Regions from separate parts of the Gossypium hirsutum genome. Here region 1 is linked to region 2. Evidence: chromatin contacts called from public Hi-C data. All regions are on one chromosome and are shown on one strand. The core of a region is the stretch at or near the end of the contact, and the rest is flanking DNA. Distances in the headings are between cores, read along the strand shown. Region 1 holds the start of LOC107910681 (serine carboxypeptidase-like 42). Region 2 holds the start of LOC107948813 (probable LRR receptor-like serine/threonine-protein kinase At1g14390).

Region 1 (5,084 bases), core at 981-3,480, 140 kb before region 2:
CTGGTAACTCAGATTCCAAGGAAGCTGACCTGAATATAGCATTAATACTGAGGAATTAATGAACAAGTTGTCATGTGTTTAATTCAAGTGTTACTTGTTTCCTCATCATGTTCTGATCAGCTTTGTCTGTATGCTTCTACATCACGCAAGAGATTTACTTGCAGATTATTTTTACAAAGTATTTTCTTCTACTGTTATAGCTTATTGATATAATGCCTTTCTGGCTATTTGGGAGATGCAGAGAAGAAATTGGGTATGATGGGTGGAGGCTGGATTTTGTCAGAGGATTTTGGGGTGGTTATGTCAAGGACTACTTGGATGCAAGTGAACCATACTTCGCGGTGGGTGAGTATTGGGATTCTCTCAGTTACACATATGGTGAAATGGACCACAATCAAGATGCCCACCGACAGAGAATTGTCGACTGGATCAATGCTACTAACGGAACTGCCGGTGCATTTGATGTCACAAGTAAGGGAATTCTTCATTCGGTAAGCATTCCTGCCAAGTATTTCTGCAGAAATGAAGACATTATTTATATTCATTTCGTTACGGTATAATTATTTATAACTCAGGCACTGGAAAGATGTGAATATTGGCGATTATCGGATCAGAAAGGGAAGCCTCCTGGGGTTGTTGGATGGTGGCCCTCTCGTGCTGTTACCTTTATAGAGAATCATGACACTGGTTCTACCCAGGTTTGAGCATGCATCACTGTCTTTTCACTTGTTTCCCCTTTAACTACTTTGAATGCTAATGCTTACATTCTTCTATTCAAACTATCCTGTTTGATATGATATGCCACTCCTGAAGGGTCATTGGAGGTTTCCAGGTGGAAAGGAAATGCAAGGATATGCATATATCTTGACACACCCAGGAACACCGGCTGTGTTTTATGATCACATTGTCTCCCACCATCGCTCAGAGATTGGCGCTCTTATCTCTCTCAGAAACAGAAACAAAATCCATTGCCGGAGTATAGTAAGTATCCAAAACTCTAGCACTAAAAGGAAGGACAAGTATTGACTTGGTTTATGGTATAGGTTGAAATTGTGAAGGCAGAGAGGGATGTATATGCGGCCACCATAGACGACAGAGTTGCAATGAAGATTGGACCAGGTTATTATGAGCCTCCAAGTGGACCCCAAAGATGGTCCTTAGCTCTTGAGGGATACGATTACAAGGTCTGGGAAGCATCTTCTTAATGCAAACTTGGGCTGGGAACTATTTTTACTTTGCGTAGTGTATATAGTCAATCCTCTAGGAATGTCCAGCATGTACCTCTCATTCCATCATTTGTACCATTTTTTACCCGATATACATATAGGGTGTTTGACCAAAGTCAGGGCTTACAGCAGGTGATTGTTTATTGGAGCCACTTAGCTACAGTCCAAGGAGTTTTAACTTAGTACTTGTTCATTATATCTTATTTTACAATTCCTTACGATAATAACATTGGAAGAACAATTTCTTGCCTTCTGCCAAATCTGTAATATTTTTGCAAATTGGCTTTGTTGTTATTATTTTCTTATAAAATAAAATGAAATACTATTTATTCCTTTCCAAGTTCCAGCTGCCCTGGTTTTCTTTTTCCACTTTCAAGGTTTCATTGTTATCATAAAGTTTTTTGTCAAGGCAAATGTCATTGATATATGTGTATTATCTATTTATTTATTTTATGAATTTTAAAATTATTAAAAGCTAAAGGCGTAAATATTTTTTATATATTTGAAATTAATTAATCTATTCTATTTAAATATAGGATAAACTATTCGATGATCACCCTAAAAGAGGGTTGTTCCTGTTTTGATCATTTAAATTTTTTTATCAATTTAGTGTCGTCGTTAGAAAATTTGTTTGAAATGATCACCCCAATATACACAAATTATTAAAAAATTAATATTTTAGTCAGCAGTTTCATTTAAAAGAGAAGCATTTCGACTATTTTTGAAAAGTTAATAATTAAATTTAACTAAAAAAAGGATAGCAGTCAAATTCACAAAAATATGTAAACATGAATAACTAAATTTATCATTATGCCAAACTAGAAAAATGAAAAAATTCAAAAAATAAATATAAATAAATAAAATTTCATAAAACAATCAAAATTTCAAATAATCTAGAAAATAATTATTTGTTTGAGTTTTGTTAGAAACTTTGGAAGTTTAATTAACTAAGAATTCTTCTTTTCTTTCTTTATTTTTTTAAGAAAAGGCTAGATTTCATTTATTAAAACGGTTTAAAAAAATCACAATAATAACAACTAATAGAAGATAAAAAACATAACAATTTCCTAAGAAATAGAAGCATATCTTCGATAAAACCAAAGAGTACCCAACCGTTTTAATGAGCTCAACCACTCCCTAAGGGCATATAAAACAAAAGGATAACCAGGAGCCCATTAGGAAAACAAACCGTCTCTTTCAGGAAATGCAAAATCTAGAGACCTTCTCTATCTCTTGAGCAATCGCAACCATCAGCAGCTAAAAAATTACATCTATAATATAGGCACTAATGACAGATCCATCTTCGTTTTGTGCATGTAGTTTCTTTACAATAGCAAGAGAATCTCTTTCAATCACCACATCCCTAAAACCCAGATCAAGGCACATTTGAATTACCTGGAGGCATGCAAGCGCTTCTGTCGCCAAAGGAGTAGGTACGTGATTGTTGATAATCATTCTCAAACCCAAAACTGTCCTTTCTGAGTTTCTGCCCACTATCCCCATGCATGATTTCTTTGTATAGCTTTGCAAAGCAGCATCAAAGCTTATCTTGAGCGAGGGTGGTTTTGGTGGTTTCCATCGTTTCAACTCTTTTGATAGATAATCTCTCATTTATGATTTCTAGATCTCAAATGTATGAATCGATGAAATTAACTATTTCAAAAGTTGACAGTTGGATCCTCAATGGAAAAAATGTTGGTAATGGAATCCTCCCTCCACTGTCTCAATCTTGGCTCAGTCAGTTCAGAAACCTTGTCTATAATTTGATTTCTTACATAGCTATAGATCTTCTAATCGACAGAGCCAGGAACCCAAGCATTCTTCCAGATGGATATATTGGTACTCGATCCCACCCGCCAACACATGTCTGTTTAAAGAAGTCCTTTCGCAGCCCATATACTCTTCGAGGTATAACAAGGGTAATTTCCTAGACTCGATCTCAAAAAAGGGGAATCTGAATAATATTTAGCCTTTAACGTGCGCACCAATAAAGAATCTAGAGAACTAAACAATCGCCAACCCTGTTTTGCAAGAAGGGCTAAATTGAATTTTGATAAACTCTTAAGCCCCAAACCATCATCTTCCTTAATGTCACATAGCTTTCTCCATTCGCACCAATGAATCCCCTTCTTGCCCTTGTGTTTCTGCCACCAAAACCTGCTAATGATGCGCTCCATTTCAACATAAAGAGAGTTAGGCAATAAAAAGCATGATATCGAATAAGTAGGATGGCTTGCACAATGCTTTTAATGAAAACCTTTTTACCACCTTGAGAGAGGGGTTTAACACAACAATTATTAATGCGACTAATCACCTTGTCTTTCAATATCTAGAAAGCCTTTCTTTTCATTCAACCTACCGTATTCAGAAGTCCAAGGTATTTTTCCGGACCTGAAGAATAACAGACATTCAAGATTTGAGAATTTGATATCCTTGATTGATCTGAAATATTAGAACTAAAGAGCAGAAGAGATTTCTCAAAATTGATGCATTGACTTGAGAAAACTTCATATTCTTTTGAATAAACCCGTCATATTATTAGCACCTCTGTCAGTAGCCTCTCCAAACAAAATGCAGTTGTCTGTAAACAAAAGATGAGTAATTGTTGGTCCCCGCCTGCATACTTTTTCTCCAATTATTATTCCTTCCCCCTTTTCCATTCTTATAAGAGACGATAAACCTTCACTACAAATAAAGAAAAAGGTAGGGGTTGAGTGGATCTCCTTGCCTAAGATCTCTTGTCGATTTAAAGATTTCGCCCGCTTCCCCATTAATAATAATTGAGTAAGAAATTGTGGGAATACAGTGCATAATGAAATCGACCTAGAAAAAGAAAATCCCGTCTTGATCATCATATCATAAGTTTTACTAATATCGAGTTTGAACGGAACAGAGTATATTTTCCCTATTCTTCTTTGCTTGAAAGTGGGAAGTATTTTGTAGGCAAGTAGAACATTGTCGGTGATTAATCTCTTTGGAACAAAAGCACTTTGTCCTTCATCTATGCAAACATTCAACACCTTTTGAAAATGATTGGCAATTGTTTTTTTATATAATGTTATAAAGAACTGTACATAGACTATGTTTTAGGGATAAGGACTATGTGAGTAGAATTAATAGCCTATAAAGAAGTTGTAACAACTTGATTTATAATTGTGTCGGAACAGTAGTTCAAAGACCACAATTTCGATGATAAAGTTAGAAAATGTTATTTATTTACATTTACCAACCTGTTAAAAGTGTTTTATTGATGTTTGAATTGGTGAATTTAGTCAATAAGTTAGAAATGAAAGTGTATGGACTAAAATCATAAGAATTAGCGAAAAGCTAGTTAAATGAGTTTAATAAAAATTGTTCAAGGTTCAAAGTGGTAAATAGTCACTCTTGCATGGTAGTTTCGGTTGTGTCAATGTTTAGTGGAAACACTTGTTAATTTTCATTAACGATGAAAATTAATATGTTAATGTTGTGAGTTAAAGTGGAGGGGAAGAGAGTTTCATTCTCGTCTTCCTCTACCAAAAATGTTGTCTCTGTAGAAGAAAGAAAAGCTTTAAGCTTTTTGGATTATTCAGCTTTGCATGCAAGTGTTTTCAAAGCCTATTCTTCACGAGTTTCATGTTTTTGAGATTTTTGTATCTTGATTTAGCCAACCTACATGTCTAGTCTCAAAATTGTTAAAGTCTAAAGTGTTGTCATTGATAAAATGAATGTATGTCGTAATGGTATTTCGTTAGGAAGAGCTCAGTCATGATATTATAGTGGAACAAATTCATGACTAAATGAGTTTATCATTAATAGGCGAAAAGCTATAACTTAATTATAAATTATCCTAGCCCTAATTTTTTATGTCCAATCAGT
Region 2 (5,282 bases), core at 498-2,997:
TTAACACAAAATGTATTTACCTGCCCTTGAGATCCTTCCCCCATAAAATTTGATGGGTTAAAGTTGTTGGTTGCATCTTCAATTTCTTCCAAGCTGAAAACGCGATATCGTGGAAGCCCAATTGCAGCTGATCTCATTGTCTGTGGAACACGCCCTGTGGTGTAGGAAAGAAACCAAATTTTGGTAGGTCGAGATTGAATTAATGATGACAGTATTTACAAAATCAGATGGTCTTACTTGAATCAATGGGTGGTTTGGGAGAGCTACGAACAGACATTTTGTCTACAATGGACCTTTCATCATAATTTGCGTCTTCAGTTGTTCGTGATCTTCGAATAATCACAAACATCAACAAAGCAATAGCTCCTGCAATGGCAACAACGCCTCCAATGATACCGAGTATTAGGCCCAAGTTGATCCCAGGCTCCTCCTGCTCCTTGCTTTCCACAGGCTTAACAGCCAATGCTTCTTTGTTGCAAAATGAATAAGGATGTTGGCGATTTGAATTCCCAGTAGACAGACAATTCCATGAACTAATGACTGTTTTGTTTCTGGAGTTTGATCCGATGCATGAAGGGAGTTTTCCTATCAAAAGGTTGTTTGAGATATCTACAAAGGAGAGGTTGTTACTACAGTCTGTAGTGGAAGCAAGGGCTCCGCTTAATTGGTTTTGGGCCAAATTAAGATACTGAATTGAAGCCAAGGAGAGTAGAAACGATGGGAGTGGTCCCACAAGTTTATTAGAAGAGATGTCCAGCCTCTGGAGCTGATTGAATTTCTTCAGTCCTGAAGGGATCTGGGATCTAAATGAGTTGTTGCTCAACGTGATGCTTACTAGACTTTGGCTTAATGAAGGAAACTGAGGTCCAAGGAGGTTGCCACCCAAATTCACAACTTTAAGGAGTGGTAAGCCTGTAAGATCTGGAACACTGCCATTGAACAGATTGTCAGCCAAAACCAGACTTGTTAGATTCTGGAACGATGCAATCTGCTTAGGAATCCTCCCGGAGATGAAATTAGAGGTCATGTTGAGAGCTTGGAGTGAATGAAACCTGTTGATCTTGGGAGGCAAGGGACCCCATAACCCCAGGGACACCAGGGACAATACTCTCAAACTAGAAAACTTGGTTAGGACAGTGAATAATGAATCCATGGAAAACTTGCCGGACAAACCCTGTGGTCCAGAACCTGGTACAACATTCGCTGGAGAGCTCCTGTTTCCAACGATGGTTATCTCCGTCACGCGACTGTTTGCACACACAATCTTGAGAGAAGGAGAATGAGGGAGATAACAGAAGTTGGTCCACTTTGTCCATCCTTGAAGTACCTCAGGGTATTCAAGAAGCTTTTGAACTTGGAAAAGGAGCCTGGTTTCGGTTGAAGTAAGCTGACCTATTGAAACTGGAACAACCATGAAAATTGTACAAAGCAATAAACAGAAACCCACCCTGGAAGTCTCCATTCCTGTTGAACTCAAAAAGAGAAAGAAGGGAAGATAAACCTTAAAAAGTAGGAGTAGAAGAAGAAGAAAACATTTCTGGGAAAGGGAGCAATCACATTAACTTGATGCATTCAGTAGCATAATGCACACATCCTTTTAGCGCATAGAGGCCCAGCAGCACCCAATAAATGAAGTTTTCGTCAAAAAAAGACAAATATCTGATCTGGGTTTAGCTCACTACTTATTAAAGGTTATAGGATAAAGCTGCTACTTTTACTTTACTACACTTAAATTTGTTCGAAAACGCATTTATTCACAAAGTAGATGAGAAAGTGAATTTAAAGAACCAAAGAAAGAAAATGATTTAAGGTGGGTTTGGATGGGCGCTTGGGTGCGGTGTGATACGTTTAGCTTATTTTTTATTTCATGCTACAGTATCGCTATAGTATTTAATCTCACCGCTACCACTGTTTTTATATTAACCACAGGTAAACGCACCGTCTATCTAAATTCAATCTCAGTCAATTTGAAAATCAGAATCAAATATCTAATGTGGGAACTGGGAACTTCACTAGAATAAATAAATATTGGCAATTAAGTAGACCATGCAATGATACTGCCTGGAAATCCTGGTACTACGATACAATATCTATCATATTAAATTGGAGTTAAAAGTCAACTTTAGGCTCTCAGTTCAAACACTTCCGTTTGCGGCATGTTACGCTAGACCTTTGAGGACCAGAAAGTGATGTACAGTGCGTAAATATTAAAATATTTATTTATCCCTTAGTTAACATTTATTAAATATTTTTCAATTTTTTTGTTATTTTCAAATTTTATTTTAAATATTTTTAATTTAAAATAATAAAAATTTAATTAATAGTAGCTAAAAAAGTCAATAAAAGAGCACAAAAAGCAATGTTGAATCACGTGTGTAAGTTACCAAAATAGTGTCTTTACATCAGTATTCCATAACTAAAAGCAGTGCTATATAAGGACGCGGCCGGGGCAAATGTGAGGGGAAAATGACGAGAATGCCCCCCGGGTTGGCCGTTTTCCTGCGTCACAAATGCCGTTGTGTCGGTGAGATGATTAAAATAAAGGTGAAAAGTTGTCAATTTTTCAAACACGGATTTTAATGATGTATTAGTTTTACCAAATCCCGTAACTTATTATATTATTCTTTTTTGAGGGAATGACCGTAACTTATTATATTATTCTTTTTTGAGGGAATGGTATCCAATTATCAATCCTGTTTTTTTGTTCTTAGCTTAGCTGCCTTTCTTCTGCTTTTTCTTTTGTTCAATGCTTAGCTGCCTTCCTTGATTATTATGATTTTTTATAAAATATTGAGAACTGTGTGTAAATACATGTTTGATATTATATGCTCATATTCAAGATTTATGAAGCAATGGGGGCTAGTTGAAGTATGGTAATGTAGTAATTATGTATTAGGGGAAGGGCGGTTTTATATAGCAAGGAATAAAGATGCACATGGAATGCCTTGGAGAAGATGCTTCTTTTTTTTTTTTTAATCTAGATTAAGAAGAGGGAAGGTAAGTCCTACTTTATTGATGGGATCCTATCATTTATATAGAAGGCATTTTTTTTTCCTTAAATTGTATTCATGTTATTTACTTTCTTAATAGCAGTATGCCAGAACAGAGAAAGACTTAGTCTCCAATATCCGACTTTTTTTCTTCTTTTTTTTTGGTAATAAAGATCCGATTGTATGCCAGTATATTTTTTTCTCTACGTGCCATCATAATTACTTCGGTTTATCCAATATGTACTACGCGTGTTAATATAATTGTTTTGGCTTGTTTGATGATACACAGTATGTGCCGGTATATTTATTTCGATTTATCCGATGATGTACACTATAATTGCTTCGGCTTGTCTAACGATGCACAATGTGTGCCAATATATTTCTTTCGATTTATCTGATGATGTACTAGAATGCCAGATTGAGATGTAGGTTGGTTAATTTGTATATCCGTCTTGAAATCCAAGTAAGGTTAGTAAGATTATATAAACATGATTTGACTAGGCTATATGGTAGATTGAAATGAAATATGAATTGATTTGGTATAATTGCTCACATATGAATTTTGATATTCAATAGCATGTGAAAGTCCATGCAAATTGGCTAGAAATGAGCCCCCTGGGGGTGATTGAGCATTTACGAGTCAATAACTCAAAAATGATTGAATTGATGAGATGAAATTAAATATGTAAATCAATGAATGTGTATATATATAGGAACATATGCTTATAAATAGTGATATGAAATAAGCAAATGAATTGATCACTAAGTGTATGTTACAATTTGGTATACGAATTAGTTGAATAATAGACTTGAATTGATTATTTGTATTTGATAACATTTATGTTATACTGATTTGATTTATAGAAATACCATTGAGTTTTATCACGCAGCGTGCGATTTGTTTTTTCGTGCACAGGTTAGGTCTCAAATGAGAACTCGAGCATCAACTTCAGCATCTAATCAAAATGCCAAACTTGATAATATTTGTATAAGTCTCTTTTGTTGTTTATAAGCCATGTACCTAGGTTGAGTCAAATTTGGAATATAAAGTTATGCGTCTATGCACTTATGGTTAATGGTTAATACTAGAATTTGGTTAAATGTCTATAGCTTGTAATGGAGTTAAAGGTAGTTTGAAATGGTATGAAATGTTGCAAGTATAATATGTTGGGGATCGACCCGATTAAGCAACGAATAAGTAAAAAATAGCGGAAGAAATTGAGAAATTGAACACATAAATTTAACGTGGAAAAACCCTTTCAAAGAGGATAAAAAACCACGGGCAAAGATAATTTTACTATAATGGAAAAAGAACGAAGAGTACAAAAGATGTAGATAAAAAACTAAAGCCCGAAACCTGTAAACAAAGAACCCTCAAAACGTAAACACAACATTCTCCAAAAGTGTTATGAGTTCTAATATTTAATGGGTGTATTTTTTAATGTTGTAAAAGATTCTTTTTATAGGCTAAATTCATAGGTGAAATAATAATAAAAATAATCTAGACTAGTCAGAGTTTGACTGAAACAAATAATCAGAGTTTAACCTGGGTTTGATTTTCATGAACAGAGTGCCTAACTTTTCAAAACCTACATCCAAAAGAGAACCTCTCTTCAACGAAACGATCATACATTTTTCCCTCCTATGACCAAGTTGCCTCTGCTCCAAATGAGTTGACTTCAACTCTGTAAAGGACGAGGGACGTCCAATTTCACCGATCACTGTAGAACCTTCCAGAATATAAAGACTGCTAGTTCTTTTACCTTTTAACAAAACGAGAGCCCCACGAGACACCTTAATGCCGCTTGACTCGATGTTGATTTTGTAACCTTTCGAGTCTAAATTACTTAAGGAGATGAGATTCTTTCGTAAATCAGGTACATACCTAACATCTAAGAGTGTCCTAATCATCTCATTGTGTATCCTAATTTTAACAGTATCAATACTGATTACCTTACTGGATGAATCGTTTCCTATGCGCACAACTCCACCTTCAACCAAACTGTATATGGAAAACCATTCTCTATTAGGAGACATGTGGAAAGAACATCCTGAATCTATGATACACTCGGATGTAAGCTCGAAGCTATCGCTCGTTGACTCTAGCAAGAAATCATCACTTCTTTCGTTGGCCAAATTAACACCAGCTACATCCTCCTCGTTACTCTTAGCAGCCCTTTTGTTTCACAGTTTATATGTAATACCCCGAAAATTACTACAGTAAGAAAGTAAGATAATATTCCTGATATAGTAAAATAAGTAAATAAAGTGATAAAAAGGGTAATTTTGAGT

What was found. A called contact is a pair of places that touch in the nucleus more often than the background predicts.
Region 1: a Hi-C map of leaf shows a contact between it and region 2, with 3 times the contacts expected there. The contact joins the promoter of LOC107910681 here to the promoter of LOC107948813 in region 2. A contact is called at or near these places in 3 of 34 Hi-C or Micro-C datasets (anther and leaf).

Annotation. Positions count from the first base shown.
Region 1 is chrD02:38,401,505-38,406,588 of Gossypium_hirsutum_v2.1, reverse strand. LOC107910681 (serine carboxypeptidase-like 42) reads left to right here and starts at 2,230. Exons shown (of 10, transcript XM_016838635.2): 1 at 2,230-2,659; 2 at 2,851-2,924; 3 at 3,028-3,145. The coding sequence starts at 2,910. It overlaps LOC107910680 (alpha-amylase 3, chloroplastic), which reads left to right. Exons shown (of 13, transcript XM_016838630.2): 10 at 242-491; 11 at 576-698; 12 at 814-981; 13 at 1,044-1,559. The coding sequence ends at 1,205.
Region 2 is chrD02:38,263,653-38,268,934 of Gossypium_hirsutum_v2.1, reverse strand. LOC107948813 (probable LRR receptor-like serine/threonine-protein kinase At1g14390) reads right to left here and starts at 1,747. Exons shown (of 7, transcript XM_016883468.2): 1 at 238-1,747; 2 at 21-154. The coding sequence starts at 1,462.